Linked DNA regions of Mus musculus: region 1 is linked to region 2. The links are chromatin contacts, called in public Micro-C maps. All regions are on one chromosome and are shown on one strand. Each heading gives the region's core, a stretch centred on a gene start, on an enhancer-like site or on the middle of the called end of the contact. The rest is flanking DNA. Distances are from core to core; before and after follow the strand shown.

Region 1 (7,062 bases), core at 559-3,058, 38 kb after region 2:
CTACATAGTGAGTTCTAGGCCAGCCAGGGCTACACAGTGGGACTCTGTCTTTAGCAAAAGAAAAGAAAAGAAGAGACGAGGAAAGAAAAGGAAACCTCAGAGTCCTCAGAATTTTCGTTGGGGTTCAGGGTCTTCATTGATGAAGACTTGAATCTTGTATATAACTTTAATTAAATAAACGTGTTAAGCTTGTGTGTGTGTGTGTGTGTGTGTGTGTGTGTTAAACTTCTTGTTATAGGACTGTTGGCCGTACTAACATCCTTCTGCAGGGCATGACACCAGATATGAGGAATTCGAGGCCAGCCTGGGTTACATGAGATCTTGTTAAAATCAATCAATCAATCAAACAAACAAACAAAAGTGAGAGCTCTGAGGAGACACAAGACAAGCACAAGGGCTGAGCTCAGTCCCCAGAGCTCACACATAAAGAGGTGTTCACTGTAAGCTCAGCACTAGGGTGGCAGAGACAGGCAGATGCCTGCGCTTAATTGTTGGCGAGCCTATTCTACAAAGCCAACGAGAAAACCTGTCTCAAAAAAGGGGTACACCGTACCTGAGGAATAACACAAGAATTTGTCTTCTGGCCTCCACATGAATCACACACACACACACACACACACACACACACACACACACACACACACACACAGGGAGCTACTGAATTAAAGAATTAGACTATGAATCAGCTTTGGCTGTGACCACAGAGCCACCTCTGGGGAAAGGTTCTCTTGGATGGATGAAGCATTAAGGAGAACTCTGCTCCACAGACTTAACATGGAGGAGGGGGGCAGGGCCAAGAACCCGCTGACGCTGAGAACAAGTTCATCGTGTCAGTGGGCTGCAGAGAACCCACCGTGAGGCCTGATTACCTGGAGGGACACTTGTTCTCTCCATGTAAATACTAACAGAACACAGCAAAGAGCACAGCTACTACTCTGCAACTCACTGACAGCACGCACTAAGTCCTGGGTATGAAAGCCACATGAGCCTGGCTTCATTGTACCTGGGACAGTCACCCTCCCATATGCCAATCACCAAGCTGAGCCCCTGCTTCTAGGAGGACAAAAGAGACCACATGTCCCTTCTATTTAAACTCAGGGTTTTTAGCCCAGGCTGGCCTTAAACTCCATATGCAGTTTGGGATGGTTTTGAACTTCTGATGCTCCTGCCTCCTCTGACATGCTGGGATTACAGGCATGCACCACTGTGATTAATTTATGAGTCCTGGAGATTAAACCCAGAGTTTCATGAATGTTAGCCAAGCACTCACTCTACCAACTGAGCTATATCCCCAGCCTAGAAGCACATTTCTCAGAGATTATTTAACAATAAGGCGAGTGAGTGCTAGCAAGAAGGCTCAGCAGATGAAGGGGCTTGCTGCCAAGCCTCGAGACCTCGGTTTGATCCCTGGGACACATATGACCAAAGGGAAGAACGAATTCCCATGAGGTGGCTTCTGATCGCCACACTTACCGCACATGTGTGCCCATACACAAACACATCAAATGGTCAAAACAAACAAATAAATATGTAGTTAAAAGTAAAAAAAAAATAATAATAAGGTGAATGAAACAAGTATAGATGAAGGCAAAACCAAGTCACGAGCAGAGTCTCCTGCCACCCTCCCTGTTGCGTGCCACCCGAGGCATCCAGAAGTGCCTCCCTCCCTTCCAAAGAGTGATTCTGCCAGTTCAGCCCAGCTGCTGCTGCTACCACGTAAGTTAGGAAGAAACATCAAGTGAGGGGGCAGGGAAGAAGGACACCTTCCAAAAGGGGAGGACCTGAACTAGAAACCTTTTCCACTGCTTCTTCCTACTCCACAGGAAGTGGGGAGACTGCTAGAGCCACACCTCTGGAACCCTACCCTCAAGGAGTCAGGAATACTTTACTAAGATAGAAAACAAGGGCAGAGTCTCAGACATGCCTTTTAAGTCCATTTCATGGCTGTGGATAATGTGTGTGAAATTAGCCCACCAGCCTGCTTTCTAACAGTGTTAGGCTCCTAGCAAGGCCACTTTGGCTCTTGGGAATAACAAGGGGGAAGAAGAGCAGACAGTCAAGTTTGGTGCTTAACACTGACTGTCAGGATCTAGAGTCACCTTGGAGGCAAACGTCTGAGCACACCTGTGCGAGAGTTTCCAGGCTGCACTGAGTGAGGGGAGGATGCATCCTGACTGTGGACAGCTCTATCCCTTGGGCTGGGATCCTGGGCTGAGTGAAACGGAGACTGTGAGCTGAGTACCAGTGTTCATCTCTCTCTGCTTCCTGACTGCGGATTCTGAGTGACGCGCTGCCTCATGCTCCGGCTGCCTCACGCTCTGCCTGCCTTCCACTCGGCGATGGCCTGCTCTCAAGTTCTGGGCCAGAACTATCACATCTCCATAGGCATCTTCCCAACCCCAGAGGGTCCCACCTCCCAAAGCTTCACTACAAAGTCTCCTTGCCCAGTGGTGCTCAGTGTGTGCAACAGATGGCAATGGCATTCTCAGCTACTTACACGTCTTGGACCTTTCTCTCTGAGGGCCTGCCTAGGATTCCCTAAATTGAACTATATTTACAGTGACTCAAAATTAAATTGGAGTTTTAAAAACTTTGCTGTCAGAAAGAGGGTAAAATAACAAGCAATGGAACCCCAGGTTTTACTCTAAAATATTGCAAACACATTTCTGGGGGAGTCAAATGACCCCAATAGCATCAAGACTGTCCCAGATGAAAAGTGACAATAGGCGGTGACCCATCCTTTCAGAATCGCCTGAAACTCCAAGGGATGCACAGAGCCAGGTGTGGAGTGGCTTCCGCTTCCTAATCATGTGCAAATATCATGTGCATAAAGGGTGTGGCATAGGAGAGCTTTGAAGGTATAGTTTAAACCAGATGTGGTAGTGCACACCTGTAATTTCAGCACTTGGGTGGGTGAGGTGGAAGGATCTCCGAGGGTAGACTGGGCTACACATTGAGACTGTCTTAAAAAGAAAACATACTGTTTTAGAGCGACTGGGAGAATGTTTATATGAGACTGACATGAACTGCAGTATCAGGAAGGAAATTCAGCTGTCAGTGAGTCACCTGCTTCGTGAAAGATTACATACATCTACAAAAATAATTCACAACGGGGATTCACAAGGAAATATTGGGAGGTCATGGACACATCTCTCTCTTTTCCCAAGTTGCCATCTGGAAGGGTTAATGTGCACAACCCCACTAGTGGCCATACTGTGTCCCTGTCAATGCAGTGTCACTGCACTGAGCTGAATGCTGACTCGGGTGTCATATTTATCACGAGGGCAGAACTTCTGGTGAATACAGTATCTATGAGACCCCACCTTAACCCTGGGACCTCCACTCCGATTCCAGACACTGACCCACACCCCAGGACAGGCAACCTGAGTCGTTTTCGGGCATGGACTTCTTTGTACTCTGTTCTAACTCTGGAATATTCTTGAGTCTCTGGAGTCACATGTGAGTGACTCACTCTTCGCTGGAACACAGTTTCATTTTACATCCAGCAGGGACAGATTTAACTTCTGGTCCCTGGGGTTAGCGGAGGGTGTGGGTGGGCCACACCCAAGTAGGAAGGCTTTCGAAACTGCCAATGACATTGGAAAGTAACAGTGAGTGTCTACTCTTTTTCTTGGAACTTATGTCTTTCATAAGGCAAGTTTTGTTGGAGTGATGGGGTTTGAGTTGGGGACACAGTCATTTCCCAACCTTTCATCAAAGGCAGGATGTATAAGTTATGTAATGTGAATGTAAAAACACCCGAATTGAGGCTGGATAGATGGCTCGGCAATGAAGAGCACTGACTCTTCTTCCAGAAGTCCTGAGTTCAACACCTGCATTGAGTGAAGCCTACTGAGGTCATTGTTCCAGGTGGAGTCCGAGTTAGGTGCCCACAGACCCAGATGCAGTCCTAGGTGCTGATGCCCCTCCAGCAGGCAGACACTTTAACAAACAGGAAAACTTGGATAAGGAGATGGATCAGTGGACAAAGAGTTGTCATGCAAACCTGAAGACTGGAGTTCAGATTTCTAGAACCCATACAGAAGTCCTGTGGGCATGGCAGTCTGTCCCTAATTCCAGCTCTCTGGAGACAGAGACAGGGATTCCCAGGGCAAGCTGGCTAGCCAGACCACTGGGAAGCAGCAAGCTGCAGGTTGAAAGAGAAAGAGAGCAAAAGACAGACAGACAGATAGACAGACAGAGACAAAGGAAGACACAGAGCGAGACAAAGAAGAGAGACAGAGAGAGACTGTCTCAATAAATACAGTAGAGAGCAACTGAGGAAGGCATTTAAGGTCCCCACACAATATTTTTCTAAAACGTATACTTACTTATAGCGCCATGGGAAACAATAACAGTATTATCTGCAACCCCCAAGACACACATTTCACATACAGCTTACACTTAACCTTGGCTAACAGACTGAGAAGCCATTGTTTTATATATGATTTTAAAACATCCCGCCCCCATCTCCGCTCTCCTCACACTTCTATCAAGGTTCAGACTCCATAGAAAGTCTCCACTATCTAAGCAGCAGAGGGAGCCTTGGGGACAAAGAGCACACAGGCTTTCTATGTCATCTGAACTCATGTCATGTTCCTGACAGCCTGAGGATTCTTCCTCATCTTTCTTATCACCTAAGACAAAAATTGAGGTTTAGTGACACCGTGTAACCTCAGATCAACAGTCAGCTCATAGCCAGACTCGGATAAAGCCCTGACTTCGTCCTGTTTGGTCTGAGTTTGCTAGTTTTCTTGTTTTTTTTTTTTTTTTTTTTTTTTTAATTTGTTTTAGTGAGTGGGGGAGGGGGCATCTCATTTTAGAGCCCAGGCATGCACAGAATATGGAGTCCACCCTGACCTCAAACTCTGGTCAGTCCTGCTTCGTCCGTCTAAGGGTTGGGATTTCAGGCATGAGCTGCTAAGCCTAGCTTCCTCTGTCCTGTGTGAAATCAACAGAAAGAGACTGAGACTGCCACAGTAACAGAAACTGACTGAGATAAGTCTTATGCTGTATTAAGAAGCAAAGTTTAAAATATTCATTTGGTCAAAGCAAAAAAGAGTCAACATGGCCTAGGTGGTTGTCAGAAAAACCCTGCATGTTAGCTCAATCTTTACCTTGTTAAATGTCTTACCTCAGTTTCCCCAGGAATAAGCTTCAAATAGGACCCAACAGGTGTTATTATAGCAGACTCTGTAAATGTAGCTTGTGACATTCCCGGGCCTGCGCTCACCGTCATACGCTTCAGACTCTTTCTCTCCCCCACCCACTTTTTCTCAACAGCTCTTAGCAGTGCCTATGGACTGGAGACCTTTGGAATTCTCATTGGCTGCACCATTTTGGTGGTGGTGGTGAAATTTTTGAAAATTGTTTTACCTGGGTGGTGGTAGCACACACCCCTTTAATCCCATTACAGAGACAGGCGTATCTACATGAGTTTGGGTCTAGCCTGGTCTAGAGAGGGAGTTTAGGAGAGCCAGTTCTAGGGTTATGCGGAGAAACCCTCTCTCAAACAAGCAAGCAAGCAAACAAACAAACAAACAAAACAACAACAACAACAACAACAACAAAAGTGTTCTACCTTTTAACTTGCAGAGAAAGCCGATTCTCTCCCTCCAGACAGTGGCAAGAAAACCAGGAACTGAACCTTCCAAGACAGACGAGAGTCTCGCTGAGGTGGCCTGTGAGTGCAGTCACTCTGTCAATGGTCTCTGATTGTCTGCTCTGTGAGCGCTTGAACTTCTACCACTACACCCTTCAGAACAGAGCAATATCACGCCTGCCTTATCTGTTCAAGAGTAATCTATCATTAAAGCAAAAATCCTGAAGGCCTTTGAAAATTACGTCACTGCACTTCCTGGTGAGGACTCTCCAACCTTCTCCAGTGTCACCTCCCAGCTTCCAGCTGTCCCATAGTAATAAGCTTACTCCTCCACACCTTGTTCTCTTGAGCAAAAGGGAGTTCATTTTTAAATGAATATTAAGTTGCAGTATATCAGATATTTTATCAAGGCCACATCGTTTGTCCCTTGCATCCAGAGAAGTGGGTGCAATCATTTACACTGTAGGGAAATTAGGCATGGGGTCCAGGTCACTTGCATGGGAGCAAAAGGTCTTCATTCAGATCCCATGTTCTCTATGTGGTACCATGCCAATACATGAGTGTGCACACATGTAAATTAAGTCTAAAGGCAGATTTTGATGATAGAAGCTTTTAAAATAATAATGGAATACAAATTTTAAGTTGTTAGGGCTGGAGACATGGCTCAGCAGCTAAGATCTTATATTGCTCTTGCAGAAGACCCAGCGTTGGTTTCCAGCTCCCACGTCAGGAGGTTTACAACAGCCTGTAACTCCAGGCGATCTGACACCTAAGGCCACCACAGACATCTGTAGTCATTTGCACACACACACCCTGACTCCACCCAGACAACGTGCACACACACAATTAAAATGTTTTAAAAAATGAATCTTTTTTTAAAAACCCAAAACTTTACATTGACACTTTTCTTGCTATATCAGATGCTTTCTTGTTTGTTTGTTTGTTGTTGTTGTTTGTTTATTTGCTTTTCTTTAGCAAACTGGATATAAAAACTGAAACAATTAGAAAAATACTCTGCCCAGATGAGCTGGCCGAGACTGGAGCACACTTAATCTGGCAAAAGACTGGCTGCCAGTCGACAGCAGAAGATGGTGCCGTGCAAACCCAGAAGCACACTTCTAACTGCCACAGCCCTGTCCAAGCTCAGCCATCCAGTCTTTGGATAATGCCCCTTGGAGCTGACTCATGGTTGGCAGCATGCCTTTGCCAGATGAGGCCACAGAATCCCAACAGGCACATTCTGTGCCCACCTTAGAACAGAACAGGGCCTGGCATCCTGCACATGCAAGCGGAGAGGTCAGGGCTGAGCCAACCATAATTTGCAAGTGCTGGACACAGTAGCCACACCCATAGTCACAGGAATAACCATAGTATTTAGGAGACCTATGCAGGATAGAAAGTTAGATACATCTGTGTTACATAACAAAATTTGAGCTTCTCTCTCTGTCTCTGTCTCTCTT
Region 2 (7,744 bases), core at 1,122-3,621:
AGCACAACTGTGCATGAGTGCATATGCAAAGAGTGAAAAGATGGTACTGGTGTGGAAAAGATCCAGCTTGGTAGTAAAGTGCTTCCGGAGAATGGATAAGGCCCTGGGATATGGGCTGGGAAATCTTAGGGGTGGTTGGGTGATGGGATACAGGATGTAGGTTGGAAAGGATTAAAAAGGTGCATCAGACAATTACCAAAAGTAAGTGGGAGTGGCTAAGTCACTAAGGCTGAAGAAGGATGCATGTCTTATGACATAAGAGCCTGTTCATCAAAGAGTTCTAATACCAAATGCACAAAGACAGGCACTCTGGGGCCTGAGAGGTGTCTCGGTGGTAAAGAGCACACACTGCTCTTCCAAAGGACCCAAGTACAATTCCCAACACCCACATTAGGGAGCTCAACACCTCTGTAACTCCAGTTCCAGGACTTTGCAGGAATGTGCACAAATCCACATACTCATAAATAAAAACAAATCTTAAAACCGGGGGGGGGGGGGGGGGGGGCACTGCACTTGTGCTCACTCTCAGATTGTGAGAGTCTCAACACTCCCAGCCCTTCCTTCCTCTCTCTTCTCTCCAGGGTGTCTGGATACAGCCCAGAATGGCCTTTAAGTCACTTTGTGGCTCAGACTGACCTCCAACTTGATGCTCTTGTCTCAGCCACCAGAGGCTTACTGCAGGATTGTAATACCTTGCAAAATCTGCGTAACTCTTTGAGGTGGCAATAATAGTTCTACTTTACATATGAAAATGAGTATATTAAGTGCAGAATACAGATAGGAATTCAGAATTGGAACTCATTAGAACATCCATCTTGTGAATATATTCACCCCCTAATGAAAAGTTATATTAACCTAGTTTTTAACCTAAGATATTTACATATCTTACCGCTACCACTGAGCTCCAACTCTACCACCTACACTTTTTTTTTTTTTTTTTTTTTTTTTTTTTTTTTTGGTTTTCCTAGACAGGGTTTCTCTGTGTAGCCCTGACTGTCCTGGAACTCACTCTGTAGACCAGACTGGCCTCAAACTCTGAAATCCGCCTGCCTCTGCCTCCGGAGTGCTGGGATTAAAGGCATGCGCCACCACGCCCGGCTCACCTACACTTTTTTTGTCAACAAAAATGCAATGTCCATAAGCAGATCCTTTTTAAAAATTTCATTAAAAAATTACATCTGTGTGAGTCTAACAGTGACCTTAAAAAGAGAAAAAAAAAATCCTTACTGCACAGTATATTCTGGTATACGCCACATCTATTTCACAAGCAATGATTTTTTTTTTTCAACTCTTCCCTCAAAAAAATCTTATGCAACCTACACAGAGTGCAGCCCACCTCAACAAGCAGACTTTGTTCTTAACTGGGCGAATCTCCATCACTGGTCCCTCTAGTGACAACACAGAGAGATGTCCATCTCAGGGACTACTATGCTCCTCTCTTTACTGATTTATGGCTAGTGATGCACAGTAAAATTTCCCGTGGCTATCCTATTCAAAAAGCAAACGCCTGCTACGGAAGGGACGCGGAAGCTCTGGCTAGTCCTTTTAGGCTCAGGTTGAGGCTCTGACACTCAGGAAGCTTCTGTTTAATGTGCAGAACCCTAAGCTTTCTAGCTCCCGCACTGATCCCAGGTCCACCCAACACGCGCGAGCTCCCGTATTAACCCAGGTCTATCTGCAAACTCCCAGACCCTACACTGACCCAGGTCTGTCTGCTAATGCCCAGCTCCCGCACTGACCCCAGGTCTGCCCGGCACGCGCCCGCTCCCGCACTGACCTAGGTCTGTCTGCAAACGCCCAGCTCCCATCTGCTCCGCGGGCACTCACCTCCCGCACCGACCCTCCCGCGCTCTCCTGTCAAGGACACCGGGGTCAGGCCCCCCAAGGTGCGGGGCGTTCCGTACCTGCGCGGCGTGTTCAGCAGCCTCTGCTGCTCGTCGCCCTCGTCCTCGTCGTCGTCTGTCTCGGAGTCGGGGTGACAGTAGCAGAATGTGCCGCTGCTGCGCTTGCGCTTGCGGCCGCCCGGACAGTAACAGAAGCTGTGGCCCGCATCTTCGCCGGCGTCCGACCTGCGGGCCGCGCCCCCAGCCCCGGGCGTGGGTTCGGGCTGCTCTGTGCGCCCTGCGGGCCGCAGCACCCGGCTGCTGAGAGCGCCCATGGCTCCGGCGCCTAGGGAGCACCGAGGGGCCGCCCCGCCATGCCCGTATCTCCACCGCCTACTCCGCTGCCGCCTCGCGCGCAGCCCCAACCGTCGCCGCGAACGCAGTCACCTCCATCCTCAGCCCCGCCCGTAGCGCCTCAGCGGACCGGCTTCGCTAGACCTCGCCCCCTCCTTCTCCCAACAAAGCGCGCGCCGCAGGGCGCAGGCGCAAGGCGAGCCTCCGGAAAAGGCGGGGCGGGAGGACGGAGCCTGCGCTGCAGGTTGCGCATGCGCAGGCTGCTGGCCCGTCCCTGCGGCGCTCAGCCCCGGTGCGTGTCTGACTTCCGCGGTTCCGGCTTCAACGGAGGGGCGTGGGCACTGTGTGCTTATGCCTAACAGATCTCGGGATCTCTGTCGCTGGTTCTTCCCGTAAGCTTCCTCGATTCCGGGGTCTCATCCAGCCCTGTACGGTTAATAAGAGGACGGACTTGCCAACATGGCCTTTGCTTCCAGGGCTCTAGGACCCGACTGGCCCGGTTAGATAGATGACCGTCACCCAGCTGTGTTGACCGGGTTCAGTCTGGAGCCTCAGCTAGCCTCCAGGTCTTGCCTTCCTTCTGCTGCCTTGTTTTGATTTAATTATTATTTTATTGTGTCAGTGTCTCGTACTACATACTTCGACTCACTGTATAGGATGCTCTTGAACTCTTGATCTCCTGTTTCTACCCCCTGAAAGCTGGGATTACAGCCATGTATGTGTCACATCACCTTCGTGGACCTGAAATGCTGAGTATCAGATGCAGGGCTTCTTGAATGCTAAGCAAACATTCTACCAACTAAGCTACATCCCTGGCCCTCGATTTTTTTTTTTTTTTAAATTTTCTTCAAGGAAAAGTGTCACTCTGAAGCCCAAGGCTTCCCTGGAACTCTCAGAAGTCCGCCTATCTCAGCCTCTAAGTGCTAGGAGTTGAGGCACTGAGCTACCATACCTGCCTTTTATACCTTTCAAAGTAAAATGTTTATAATAGAATGTTTCAAACAGAGCAATACAAGTACCTGTGGACCTACTACTGGCTTGGAATTCTATCACACTTACTTTGATTCACTCCCCTTTAGCTTTATTGATATATAGTGGGGAATGAGAAACCCCTTGTGTACTAATTCTCAGTTTCCAGCCTCTCCCTCTCTGTGCCATTTCTATGCATGTCTTTACACGTATAACCACTCTTCTGCTGCACATTCAGACATGTAATTTAAATGGAATTGGACCATCCCAAACCTATGATTTCTCCTCTCCTAAAACTATACTTTGAATGGAATCTCTAGTTATTGTCACTGCTCATTGTTAGACACATCATTTGCCTACTCCCTTGCCAAGGGGTTTCAGTTATTTCTACGTAGATGCTCTTTCAGGAACACCACTCGCAAAAGCTTCATCAGGCAGATCCCAGAAACGGGCTCTTGGGAAATTTTCAACTTTACGAGTTCTTGCCAGTTTTTCGCCCCCCCCCCCCCGGAACTGACTGCATCAATTCACCATTTGCACTCCGTTATAGCAGTATATGTCCTTTGTGAGCCACTGAGGAATTTCTCATGTTTGAGAAATTCTGAGGGTGTGTAGCTGAGGCTGGTTGAAGGAGAAGTGGGAGGAAGAGAACTACGGTGGCTGCAGGGGACACGCAGGAATGTACATAATATGAAACATACGTGAGGTCATCTTAAAACATTGTCCCAGCACTCGGGAGGCAGAGGCAGGCGGATTTTTGAGTTCGAGGCCAGCCTGGTCTACAGAGTGAGTTCCAGGACAGTCAGGGCTATACAGAGAAACCCTGTCTTGAAAAACCAAAACAAAAAACAAAAACAAAGAGGCCTTGGCGTATGCACAAGCTAGACTGTAACATGGTGGCTTCATGTGTCACTAAATTCCTAGAGGGTAAAACATCCATATTGGTCTTGTCTAAGGAAGCGCAGGTGAATGGCTCCCTGGATACTGAGGAGAGCCATGGCAATGTCTGTAAGAGCCTGCCACAGCCACATAGGACTTAGCCTCCACCCTCAGAGCAAGGGCAGTGCAAGAACTGACCTGATCCCCTCTGCTCTTCTCACTGTTGCTACAAGCAGGGATGATGGAGAAAAAGAGAAGTGCCCTCCCCCCATTCCAGTCCCCTGCCCTCGTCCCCTGCCCTGACTTCCCTTCCCCAAGCCAGCATCCCATTGAGGCCAGAACTGACTGAGGAAAGAAACCTCAGACTACACTTGGAACTTTGGCTTATTATGTTGATGACTGAGATGACATTATTTTGGGGCCTAGAGGAGCTAGCTACACAGTAGGACTTCTGAAAAGCCAAGAGTGAGCAGAAAATTGTGACTTTCTACCCTCCCCCTGAACTTATACCTAAGGATAAGAAAAACAGCCCACTGAAAGCACTCAGCCACAAAACACTGTTCTTAAAATTTTGGCTAAGACACCACGTAATGGTAAAACTTCTGTTAAAACCAAAACAAAGAACCTAATAATGCCTCCAAAGTGTAATAAAGTTGGAGTAGAGATTCCACAGTCCTGAGGTGGTAGCGTTGATACCTGAATCTAAGTTCATTGGAGTGACTGTCACATAGCAATGTTGTCAGTGATCCCAGTACCAACGCAGAAAGAACAAAGGAGTGTGTGTGTGTTCTTTGTACATCTGCAACTTTTGTCCTTTGTGGTGCTGAGAACACAGGGTATAGCTACCCCACTGAGCTCAGTTCCATGTGACACTTAAAAGGCATGCTGCACTGACTAGAGCAGAGAATCACTCGTTTTCAGAGAACAAGCTAACATGTCATTCAATACCATTGAGTAGGCCTTAGCATATTTAAATGCTAGTGGTTTTGTTGGTTTCGTTACGTTTTTGATATGAGAGAGGGGTGTTATTCCTTAGCTTATGGGAGAAGGAAACAATCTGGGGGACTTGGTTCTTTTCTTCTTCCACGTGGGTTCTAAGGATTGAACTCAGGTTGTCAGGCTTGGTAGAAAGAGCCTTTACCCACTAAGCCATCTCAATTTCATCGTTTGTGTGTGTGTGTGTGTGTGTGGCTGTGTGCACCCATGTGGAAATCAGAAGCTGACATCATTGTCTTACTCTCCATCCTCTTCCTCACTACCACCACCACATCCTCCTCCTCACCACCATCATCATCGAGACAGGGCCTACCATTGAAACTGAAGCTCAGGGATTCAGCTACACTAGCTGGCCAGTGAGCCCCTGGGATCTGTTCATCGCCACATCCCAGCTTTGGGATTACAGGCACACACTCATTGGCTCTGCCTGGCTTTCACATTGGTGCCAGGGATTCCAACACCGCTCCTCGTCCTTCTGCAGTAAATACATTACTCACAGAGCCAGCTCCCCAGATCTTGTTTTGACTTTTTGAGACAGGGACTCATATGCCCAATCTGGTCTCACAGTGGCTATGTAGCCAGGCACAGCCTGAAGTTCCAATCTTCCTGCCTCCACCTCTCCAATGTAAACATTGGCCTTATAGAAGCAGGCTGACATAATGATTAATGTGTTTCTTTTTTTAATATTGTTAATTTAAGTAGAAACTTAGTATCCTTAGTAAATTTAGTATTCCTTCAAAAGTAGTTCCTTCCATGGTTCAGGGTGAAAAGAAATCTCTAGGGTAGAAAAAAAATCAGAGAAAGAATACACACCCCTTTAAAGCCACCATTTTAATTAAAAATGTCTCATGTTGTATACAAACCAAACTTCATGATTAAATGCAAGCACAGTTTCTGAATAAGATTAAAAAGGCACAGTGGGGATCAAATAAACAGTCTAACGAGATTAATTATTTTTAGCAGAAAAACTCTTCTGAGGTCAGCCACACCCAGAGCATTGCATTATCAGAGCAACCTTGGCTGAGGCCACTCTTGACTGTCACTTTGAGCAAGATTAGGACAGTGACCCTAAGACTGAGGAATGTTCAGCACGAGGAACGACCGAGCACACGGGATCTGCTGAGCCACACTTGAGATTGAACTTGTTTGATGAGTTGGTAACTCTGTTTCATACACTTCCCGGGAAGAAAATGGTCTCAGGGTAGAAGGAGATGAAGCAAGCCCCACCATATTCAGCAACTGTCAACTACGATGATAGGCAGAGCCAAAGAAAGGGGGCTTGTGAGAACTTTGGATCTGTCTAAAATAAGAATCTAGATGGCTAATCTTAGTAAGAGATGCTGACAGTCCCACGTGAAGAAATGACTGGCTTCCTAGGGAAGAAAATGGCTTCTGATCTGTAAAATTTGTACTGAAAAGAAAATCTAAAAGGATTTAGTACATTCAACCTCTACAAAACACAAACGAGGAAATAATCTGATAAAGACGTGGAGCACATTTCAATTTCTAATTCTAAATTTCCATGTATGTCTTGAAAGCTTTGAAAGTACAAGTTTAAGGCATCAAAATGACTAATTATAGACGATAATAACATAGTCTGCATCCCAGGAGGCAACTGGAGGCGTTTTAATTGGAAATAAGCATTTGAGATAATGTTAATAGCAGTGCAGAAAAATGAAGTTAAAAAAAAAAAAAAGATCAGTGTTCAGAAGCCTTCTGTCCTGCGGCGTCTTGTGTTAATCATCTCCTCCACAGAGAACGAGCAGAACCTTCCTGTAGTCTCCGGAAGTGTCACCCTGGGAGAAAGGAGAGCACAGGAGGCAGCAGGGTAAGATGTTCTTGGATAGATTACACAGTTCAAAATCACCTAAGTTTATTTTGCAAACCTCACTGGATTTTCTCAGGTCCTCAAAAATTGTTTTTATTACAAACGTAATGCTTTGGGCTGGAGAAATGCCTTAGCCACTAAGATTACTTCTTTTTCTCACATCGAATCTGAACTTGGGTTTTGGTATTCCCAGTTGCCCATAATAATAGCTCCAGGGGATCTGATGCCCTCTTCTAGTCACCTTGGGCACTGCACATGAGAGGCACATATACATATGTACATATACATATACATGTTCTGTGTTTTAAAAAAGTACTTAAGAGCATAGGAATCACCTATAATTCCATGACCTACAGATCACTGTTCCTAACATTCTGACAAGTTCCTTCTCCTTTCTATATGCATGCAGATACCTACGTGATGAGATTTTTAGGACGGAATTCATCTATGTCCTCATTTTGCTCTCTTGATTTTTGGTGGTGCCAGGACCAAATCATGGCCGTCCTCATGCTAGGCAAGTATAGGCAAGTGCTCTACTAGTGAACTGTACACTCAACCTTTATATCTAGTTTTTTTTTAATTAGGTATTTTCTTCATTTACATTTCCAGTGTTATCCCAAAAGTCCCCCATACCCTCCTCCCCACTCCCACTTCTTGGCCCTGGCGTTCCCCTGTACTGAGGCATATAAAGTTTGCAAGACCAGTGGGCCTCTCTTTTCACTGATGGCCGACTAGGCCATCTTCTGATACATATGCAGCTAGAGACACGAGCTCCAGGGGGTACTGGTTAGTTCATATTGTTGTTCCACCTATAGGATATCCTGTTCTTTTTTTTTTAATTACAGTATTATTTAGTGATTACAGAACATTTTCTTACCCATTGTCAGATGTTTAG

Evidence for each region. A called contact is a pair of places that touch in the nucleus more often than the background predicts.
Region 1: a contact with region 2 is called in a Micro-C map of muscle stem cells, with 2.4 times the contacts expected there. The contact joins the enhancer-like site here to the promoter of Gmcl1 in region 2. A contact is called at or near these places in 1 of 39 promoter capture datasets (macrophages), 1 of 15 datasets of contacts at CTCF or cohesin (the NIH/3T3 cell line), 3 of 484 Hi-C or Micro-C datasets (bone marrow-derived macrophages, liver and muscle stem cells), 8 of 115 datasets of contacts at active chromatin or transcription factors (the SCID.adh cell line, bone marrow-derived macrophages, double positive thymocytes and 4 more) and 3 of 9 other capture datasets (adipose tissue, liver and pancreatic islet).

Annotation. Positions count from the first base shown.
Region 1 is chr6:86,769,368-86,776,429 of GRCm38.p6, forward strand. All of the region lies in intron 1 of Anxa4 (annexin A4), which reads right to left. Among named protein-coding and RNA genes, the nearest start is that of Anxa4, 21 kb to the right of the region's middle. Within about 2 kb of position 1,809, at least 15 of the 459 cell types and tissues checked have an H3K27ac peak or open chromatin away from gene starts, as enhancers often do. A contact at or near this core is called in muscle stem cells and pancreatic cancer cells, where this site is marked.
Region 2 is chr6:86,731,007-86,738,750 of GRCm38.p6, forward strand. Gmcl1 (germ cell-less, spermatogenesis associated 1) reads right to left here and starts at 2,372. Exons shown (of 14, transcript NM_011818.3): 1 at 1,905-2,372. The coding sequence starts at 2,158. Anxa4 (annexin A4) reads right to left here. Exons shown (of 13, transcript NM_013471.2): 13 at 5,834-6,817. The coding sequence ends at 6,758.